Linked DNA regions of Sus scrofa: region 2 is linked to region 1. The links are chromatin contacts, called in public HiChIP or PLAC-seq maps. All regions are on one chromosome and are shown on one strand. Each heading gives the region's core, a stretch centred on a gene start, on an enhancer-like site or on the middle of the called end of the contact. The rest is flanking DNA. Distances are from core to core; before and after follow the strand shown.

Region 1 (4,435 bases), core at 1,057-3,556:
AAGGTAACTAACATGGTTTCTGCACTCTCAGAGTTTACATAGCAAAAGCAGACCAAAAATTATATGAATTAACTTATCACATTTGTGCTAAATGTTCAGGAGAACACAGGGGTGGTGGGAAGATATGTAAAATGTCTGGCATGAATGAATGAATGAACACGGTAAGAACACGGTGGGAACCTATCCCCTTAATGAAGCTTATGGCTCCTAGAAAAGTTGGGTCCTAATGGTTAACCCATCAACCAAACTTTCCGGCCATGAAAACTACAGGCTGGCTAAATGGCAGGGGACCCTAAAGCATTTTATGGTCTGAAAGAAAGAGAAGACAACAGCTCCCTGGCTCTCCCTTCTCCACTCTCCCCTTCTGCAGAACAGCACTCTCAGGGGAGCCCAGAGGCAGGAAAGAAAAGGCTAGAGGGAGAAGCACCTTCAGGGTTGGAAGTCAGACCAGGCGAGCTGACTTCCAACCTGAAGAGTGAAATCCCTTGGAACCAGCTCAGGGTAGGGTGTAGGGGTGAAGGTAGGGCCTCTGACCCTCAATAACTGGTGACATCTTCATTAATTAAAAATCTTACTGTGATCTGAGACACAAAGGAGACCAGTATCAAAACTGGGTTACGATAAGCACAGGTTCTCAAGGGATTCACTCTCTCATTCACCTAGTTATTCCTACTCCGTGTCAGCAAGGCCCAGGGCTAGGGGTGGAAGACCAGAGATATATGACATGATCTGTGCTCCTGTGGAGTTCACAGTTCAGTGCCGGGAACAGACACATCAACAGAATGTCTCATTGTAGAATAGGGAGTGCTACCAGAGGGGAGCACAGGGGGCTGTGGGCACAGAGGGAGCACCTCACCCAACTGGGGAGGTCAGGGAAGGCTTTCTGGGAATGGTACCCCAAACAGCATCCCCACTCACATGCACAATTCCAGGGATTCTACTAGAAGGCTGTCAAGAGCCATGCCTTCTGGCTGCACCAGCCTCCCAGAGTCCCCTGCTGCCCGATGCAGTGTCTGCAGAGCCAAACGCATCTTCCGCCACGCCTCATCCTCATCCGGCGCTGCATCCGACCCTCCAAGACTCCTGCAGGAGCCTGCCTTTCTTGGCAGGCTCAGCCAAAAAACCAACTCAAAACTCTTTTGTCAGAGCAAGCTTAGGGCGAGCCACCCAGCCCCAGGTGCCATAACCCTCCCAGAGCAACTGTGGCTCATGCCGCCCCAGCTTCGCAGTGAACACTGGCAGGGTACCTCCTATTATTTCCTTTGCTCAAAAGAAAGTGACCTTCTTCCAGGTGGCAAGCTGGAAGCCTTGGAGAATCCTCCTCCTGCTCACTCTTAGCAGGATTCGCCAAACCCAGGGATCCAAGGGTCTGGGTGGACCGCCTTGGGGGTCGAGGCGGGGCGGGAGAGCGGGTATAGGGGGAGAGAGCAGCTTTGCTCTCACTGAGGGTTGCCACCTCAGTGCAGGAGGCCCACCAAACAGTCTCCTAGGCAGCCTGGCTGTCGGCTGCAACTGCTCTGCTGGGCAAGGAGAGGAGGGAGGCCTCGGGAGACATATGCTGGGAGCACAGCTGCCGAGGGGGCAGCGAGGGGAAGGGGTGGAGCCGCTCCCAGGGGGAGAGGGAAGAGGCTGCAGCCTTCCAGGTCCCAGCGCCCCGAGGTAGCCTATGAGTGGGGGAGCATGTGGGCCCAGAGGAGATGAAGGGCACAGGGCTGAGCTGTGGCCCCAGGATCCAAGCGCAGTCCCAGTGGGTGTGCGACCAGAACGTTTCCCGGAGGCGGTGGGAGAGGGTAGGCAGCCTGGCCTCAGGACAGGTCGGGCCGTGCCTCAGCTTTGGACATAAGGGTGCTGGCTCCACTCCCAACTTGGGGGAGAAAGCCTCAGCCCTGGTCCTAAGGAGTAAGGCTCTGACTCCGGCCGGATAAGGATGATCCACCCCCAAGCCCGTCCCAGCTCCGTTCCGGGGTGTGAAAGTGCCCAAGCAGCCAGACTCGCCTCTCTCGCTCCTACCTGGGGGACGGGCGCCAGTTGGAGCTCGTCGTCCTCTCTAGGGCCGTCGCGGTCGGGCTCGGCCGACGCCTCCGGGGATCCTGCACCCGCTCCTGCTTCCAGGCACGGCGGCGGCGGGGGCTCCGGCGCCTGGGGCTTCTGCGGCCCCGCGGCCCGCGCCCGCTCGCGCCGGCCCGCGCAGCCGCTCGGCCTGCTCCGCCTCCGAGTCATGCTGCTCCTCGCTCCGCTCACTCGCTCAACTCGCGCCGCCACCGCCGCCGCCGCCGCCGCCGCTCCCCTCACAGGACAACAGCCAATATGGCGGCGCCCGACTCCCCCTCCGCCGCTGCCAGCAGGTCAAAGGGCACGCGGAGTCCGCGCCGCCGCACTAGCCCCTCGAGGCTGCCTGCGCCATTTTGAATAAGGTCACCACCCGGAGTTTCGTGGGAGAATGAACCTGGTCAGGAAACGCCCACCCTGGGATCCAAGGAATGAGAGAGGGTGTACGCTGTGGTAGCAGTGCTACAAGCCCTGGGCGCTTAATAACTTGCTGTTAAGTGGGTGAGTGAATTAATAATTTCTATAGTGCTACGCTACTTTCACGGCCTCGACCTGACTCCTCGCACCCACATGGTGTGACAGGTATGATAGTTCCCATTTTGCAGTAGAGAAAACCTAGGCTACAGATGGTGAAATGGTTGCTCAACATCGTAGCGAGAACTCATGGGTTCGTTCATAGCCTGAGCTGAAAGGGACGAAGGGATTGTCTAGGTCTTTATTTTCAGTGTATGGTCCACTCAGAGTCTAGCATTTGGTGCTTGCGACAGCGAGACACAGACCTGACTTCTTCCTTAATCTAGTGGGGAAATACACAATTACAAGTGTGATAAAGATGAGATGACTGGGGTACGTACTAGGTCAGTGTTTCCAAGAAAATGGTATGTGTGCAAAAGAATTTTGAGTGGTACACAAAGGAACATTTAAAAATATAATGATTATGGAGTTCTCTTCTAGCTCAGCGGTTAACTTACCCGACTAGGATCCATGAGGATGCAGTTTTGATCCCTGGCCTTGCTCCGTGGGTTAAGAATCCAGCGTTGCCTGGAGTTGCCGTCGTGGCGCAGTGGTTAACGAATCCGACTAAGAACCATGAGGTTGAGGGTTCGGTCCCTGGCCTTGCTCAGTGGATTAAGGATCTGGCGTTGCCGTGAGCTGTGGTGTAGGTCGCAGACGCGGCTCAGATCCCGAGTTGCTGTGGCCCTGACCAGTGGCTACGGCTCCGATTAGACCCCTAGCCCGGGAATCTCCATGCCGAGGGAGCGGCCCTAGAAAAAGGCAAAAAGACCAAAAAAAAAAAAAAAAAAAAAAAAAAAAAAAGAATCCAGCGTTGCCTGGAGCTGTGGTATAGGTCGCAGACTCGGCTCCCATCTCACATTGCTGTGGCTGTGGTGTAGGCCGGCAGCTGTGGCTCTAATTGGACCCCTAGCCTGGGAACTTTTCTATATGCCATGGAAAAAAGCAGAAAAAAAAAAAATATATATATATATAAAATGATTATGTATTTAGTTGTCAAAATGGGTTATTTTCCCTCCCTTTCTTTTTTGAATATATAAGACATGCACATAGGACAAATTTTTTTTTTTTATGGCCACACCTGCAGCATTACAAATTTTTAAAAATAGTTTTGAGGACAGTCTGTCTCATGCCAGGGGCAGTGGTACCCTGAAACCATATGGTGGTTATATATAGAGTTTCTGTCCATCCATCAACAAGGGCAGAGTTCTGATGTTGACTCAACCCAGGAAGCAAGGGATAAGTGGAAAAGGCCCTGGAGCTCTCCCTACCAAGAAAGGAAATGAAAAAAATACTTCATCTTATCACAATTAACACCACCATCAGAGAACTGAAAGATTCAAGGTGATTCCCACTATATCGACATTACCTCTTCAGGTTGCCCAGAATAGAAGATATTTTTATTTTATTTTATTTTTAATTTTTATTTATTTATTTTTGCATTTTAGGGCCATACCTGAGGCATGGGGAAATTCCCAGGCTAGGCTTCCCAGCCTACACGACAGCCACTGCAATGCCAGATCTGATCCGAGCTGCATTTGTGACCTACGCCACAACTCACGGCAACACCAGATTCTTAACCTACTGAGTAAGGTCAGGGATGAACTTATATCCTTGTGGATGCTATTTTGGTTCATTACCGCGGAGCCACAATGGGAACTTCACCAGAATAGAAGACAAATGGTATTTTTTCCCCGGTTATTTATTTTTATTGTGGTAAAATATGGGTAACATAAAACTAACTATCTTAACCATCTCTAAGTGTAGAGTTCAGTGGTATTAAGTACATTCATACTGATGTGCAACAATCACCACCACCCATCTCCAGAATTCTTTTCTTCTTGCAAAACTGAAACTCTGTTCTCATTAGATA
Region 2 (4,435 bases), core at 1,119-3,618, 130 kb before region 1:
CTTGACCACCTCCCCTTCTTCTTCCACTGCCACCTTAATGAACCCTAAATGGGCCTCTGATGCTTCTATGTTAATCACTTGCTTTGGATTTCAAAGACCTGCTTGCAGGCATTGAAAACATGTTCCAGCTACCAGGGACCTTGGAGAATAAGTTCTGCCTCCTCTCTGATTTCCCTAGTGGAAACCAGGGCATGCCTCTGCATTTTATAGGTTTCCTCCCAAAGGGGAGGGGTGCTTAGAAGCTGGGCACCAAAGCAATAGGTGTTTATAAGTCAGCCCAAGCCCCTCTCTCCCAACCCTTCACCCTCACTCCAGCACATCCTCCACAGTGTGGCACAGAATAAGCAAATCTGATGAAGTTAGTCCCTAGTTTAACACACCCTGGACAGCTCCTCACTACCCTCAAAATGAAGTCCAACCTCCTCCTTACCTAGCTTCCAAGGACCTTCCTCATCCAGGCCTCTTCAAGGCCTGAGCCTCATTTCTTGTCCCTCAAGTGCATTCCACCTTGCACCTGAAACTCTACTTCAGTGCTCTGACCAAATGCTTGAGCCCTTACTAACTTCCTCTACAGAATTTTGAATATGAACTTGCATCCAGTGGCTCTTTCCTGCTCCACTCATGTTACCTCTGAAACCTATACATTCTCACTCAACACTTAGATCTCACTTGGACACAGCAGGCTTCACTGGGTGAAGTACCTGCCCTTTGTCCTGCTGGCCACTGGATTTCCCTTTTTCAAGGTACTTATCTTTATTTCCCAAAGTATCCTAAATCCATGCACTTTCTCCATCTCCACTGCCACCTTCTTCCAAGCCGCCGCACTCTGTCTTCTCCCAACTGCTCCCTGTGCTTCCACTCCTGGCCCCTCTAAAAGTCCATTAGCTAGAGTGATCTTTTTAAAGTATAAATCATCCTAAGGCTCCCCATTTTATTTAGGGAAAACAACAAACTCCTCATCATTGATCTACAAAGCCTTCCAGGATCTACCTAGAATCCTTGCTCCTTCATCTCATCTCAGACTATTGGGCCTTGAAACTATACAGGCCTTCTTCCTGTTCCTTGAACATACCAAACTTACTCTAGGCTCAGGGTTTTGCACTTGCTGTTGCCTGTGCTTAAAACTGTTCCCCTAGATTTTTGCGTGGTTGAATCAATTCAAATGTCAACCTGAGATCATTTCTCCTCACTATTTTGTCTTGATGTCTTATTAGCACTTACCACTCCCTCAGACCATCCCACTTATTTGTTTATTTATAGGATTATCATCTTTATCCCTCTCCTAGAAGGTAGGCAGAGAGACTGGCTATCTTACTGGCACTACTGTATTCCCCAGCACCTGGCTCAGGGCCTGGCACAAGGTGCTGTTCTCTGTATTTTTGGATGATGAATGGATAGGGATCTGAGAAGCCTAGTTGAAGCTGGCTCTGCCTTACTAGCAAGTTTGGGCAAGCCTCCATTTCCTGGTGTGTGAAGTGAGGGTGGAGGGAGTAGGATGTTGAGTTAGAAGGTGTTGATCAGCTGTAAAATTTCGGCCTTATTTTCTCCCAACTTTTCTGCCTAGAGCCAGCCACTAGACCTCAGCTCCCCACCTGTACAATGGGTGTGAGCTCGTCCCTACGTCTTGGGGTGGTAGAGCTGCCTTATAAGGCAGCAGAGGCCGAGGGAGGGCGAGGCCCTGTGGGTGGAGAGAAATCACAACATCCGGCTGTGGGGGTAGGGCGGGGGCGCCCGCGGTGGCCCGGACGGAGGCCGAGGAGCAGCTAGGGAGGCCCCCAGCCTTCTCTGGGCCTCTCCCCGCTTCCGATGTGCGCCCTTCAAGATGGGCCGACCCAAAAGTATACGGCCGGATACACGGCCCGAACCTGCAGGAGGCCGGCCGGGAGGAGGCCCAGAACACTAAATGCATCCCCTAAAAACCCTGGAAAAGCCAAGGCGAGTCAAAGGGACCCGGGCCACACCCACAGCTAATAGCCCAATCAGAGTGCAGTGCTAAGGCTGACCGACGCTTCCTTCATCCAATCAAGTACAAGAATTCCAGGGCGTGACCCAGAGGACCCACCTCCGTTGTCCCAGCAGAGGGCTCGTCCCTAATTGGCAGTTCGGTATCCTACGAAGGCCCAGAAATTCGAACATAGAGGCTGAACCCCATCGTAGACCAACTAGGAAGATGTGACGTATTAAGTCCCGCCCCCCTGTTCCTTTGAACGAATCCCTGTCTCTGGGGGCGGGGGATGATGAAGAAGTTGTCTAATGGGAAGACGGCGCGGGGAGCACCCGCCCGGTTATTGGCCAAGTAAAGTAAACAGTGGGCGGGCCGGGGCGGGCCTGGCCGGCGCCGGGGTGGCCCCCGGGAGGGGGCGGAGAGTGAGCGGCGGGCGGCGGCGGCCGGGGAGGCCCGGGAGGCCGCGGCGCGGTCACTGCGAGCCGAGCCGAGCCGCGCCGCGCCGATCGTCATCCGGCCCCGGCTCCCTCGCGCGATCCCGGCCGGCGGCGCGGCCCGGCGGGCCCGGCGGCGCCGCAGCCCATGGAGCTCGAGAACATTGTAGCGAACACGGTGCTACTCAAGGCCCGGGAAGGTGAGGCGATCGGGTGCGGAGAACGCGGTCGCGCGGCCTCCGAGTTCCGCTGGGCGCCCTAGTCGCCCGATCCCCTAGGGCAGCTCTCTCCGCGCCCAGCATTTCGCTCAGACAGGGGCCCTTCCGGCCCATGGTCCTTCTCCGCACCTGCCCCCAGGGAGCCGGAGCCCAGGAAAGGGCGGGGGTCAGGCCGCCGCCCTCACGGCGCGCGCGCGTGCGCGCGTTTGTGTGTGTGTGTGTGTGTGTGTGTGTGTGCGTGCGTGTGTGTATGAGGGGGTGAGGGAAGGAGAGAGGAAGGAAGAGGGAAGGGTGGGACCTCAGTCCTGGAAGCCTCTCCCAGGTGAGAGAGGTAAGAAGATGCCCCAGGAAGGGGCAGCCTTCCCCACGTGCCCCGGGCCCAAACTCCGGCGCCCAGCCTGGATCGGCACAAAGTTAGTGCACGGGTAAAAGGTTTGGAGAATGAATTAACTAAGACTCTGCAGTAGCATAGCCCACCCGAGGCGGGGAAAGCTGGTCACATAGACTACCAGCAAGACGTCCTCTTGCTCAGTGCCTCAGGACACTGGGGACAGAGGGGAATGGGTCACTGTTTTTGCCTTCAGGAAGCCCAGACTAGTGGGGCAGAGGGGCACAGAAATAACTGGAAGCTGAGCTCTGAAGGAAGGGAGCATGCTGGGCTGGTGGGACTGAGTGCAAGGCCTGGCACAGGGAGCTGGCGGGGTGAACCTAGTGTTGCTGAGCTTTTCAGATGTTACCAGGCACCTGCTCTATGAGGATCCTGGGGACACAGAAGGACCAGACTGGCCCCCATTGCCTTGTGGTCAGTCTGCTCCTCACCTGCCATTGACCACCTCAGTAATGTAATCACTGAACACCTACTCTATGTCCTGTCCTATCCAGGGTGCTGGGGACCAGCAGAGAAGACACTTCTTTTCGGAACTCTAGGGCAGGGAGGTCAGGGCAGTTTTTCTACTCTTTGATGGGCTTCCAGGCTGAAAGAGCCATCTGCTTCACCTTTCTGATCTATTTTACAAGTGGGAAACCCAGGCTCGGCTCAGGGACTAGCCCCCAGGATGCAATGAGACGGGTTGACCCAGGCCTACGACATAGGATGTCCCCAGCACAGTCTGTAGGAAAACCAGAGGAACCCCCAACTGGCACAGCATCTGGTGCCCCCTGCCTGCCCATTGCAGGTTGACCCTGGGGAGGTGCTGCCTGGAAATGGGCACAGCAGGCTGGGTCCTCAGTGCCCAGAGCCTTCCTTATCTCCTGTCCTTTATCGAGTCCTGGGGCTAGGCCTTCCTCCCAGCCTCTGGGGGCATCTGCCGATTCTGTTCTGCCTCGTCATCCAGCCAGCCAGGGAGGAGGGGTGGGGAAAGCCTGGCCAGACCTCCCTCCCCAGGGCTGTAGTCAGTTCAGTCCTACTGAGAGCAGTGCTTTGCCTGGCCAGAGAGTGTGGGCACTTTCTGACAGGCCATGGGTGATGCACAGTGGGTTATGGCCAGACTGGGACCCGTGTCTTGGCTGGAATATCTGAACTGGCTCTGCCCCTCCCACCTGGGTAGCTGTAAACAAGTCTCTTCTCTCTGAACTTCAGTAACTCTTTTTGTGAAAGAGTTGGGAATGGGAACTGAAAACTAAAGGAAGCCCCGCTTGTCACTGAGTCCTGAATCCTGGTCCATAGACCAGGTGCATCAGAACCCCTTCGTGAGTTGGGTAACAGCTTGGGCCGGGCTTTTGCCAGCTTCCTAAGTGATCTGAGGCTCCGAGTGTTTTGGGATTGTATGTATTCAGAGAACACCTGAGAGATGCCTTGCACATTTGTGGTGGGAGAGGAGCTTTGGTTGTGGTCCCAG

What was found. HiChIP or PLAC-seq counts read pairs in DNA pulled down with a chosen protein or histone mark.
Region 2: a contact with region 1 is called in an H3K27ac HiChIP or PLAC-seq map of alveolar macrophages. The contact joins the promoter of GRK6 here to the promoter of FAM193B in region 1. A contact is called at or near these places in 1 of 47 Hi-C or Micro-C datasets (liver) and 1 of 2 datasets of contacts at active chromatin or transcription factors (alveolar macrophages).

What each region holds. Positions count from the first base shown.
Region 1 is chr2:80,394,242-80,398,676 of Sscrofa11.1, reverse strand. FAM193B (family with sequence similarity 193 member B) reads right to left here and starts at 2,306. Exons shown (of 11, transcript NM_001243850.1): 1 at 2,011-2,306. The coding sequence starts at 2,220.
Region 2 is chr2:80,525,141-80,529,575 of Sscrofa11.1, reverse strand. GRK6 (G protein-coupled receptor kinase 6) reads left to right here and starts at 2,368. Exons shown (of 17, transcript XR_002341730.1): 1 at 2,368-2,579. It also overlaps a transcript of F12 not described here.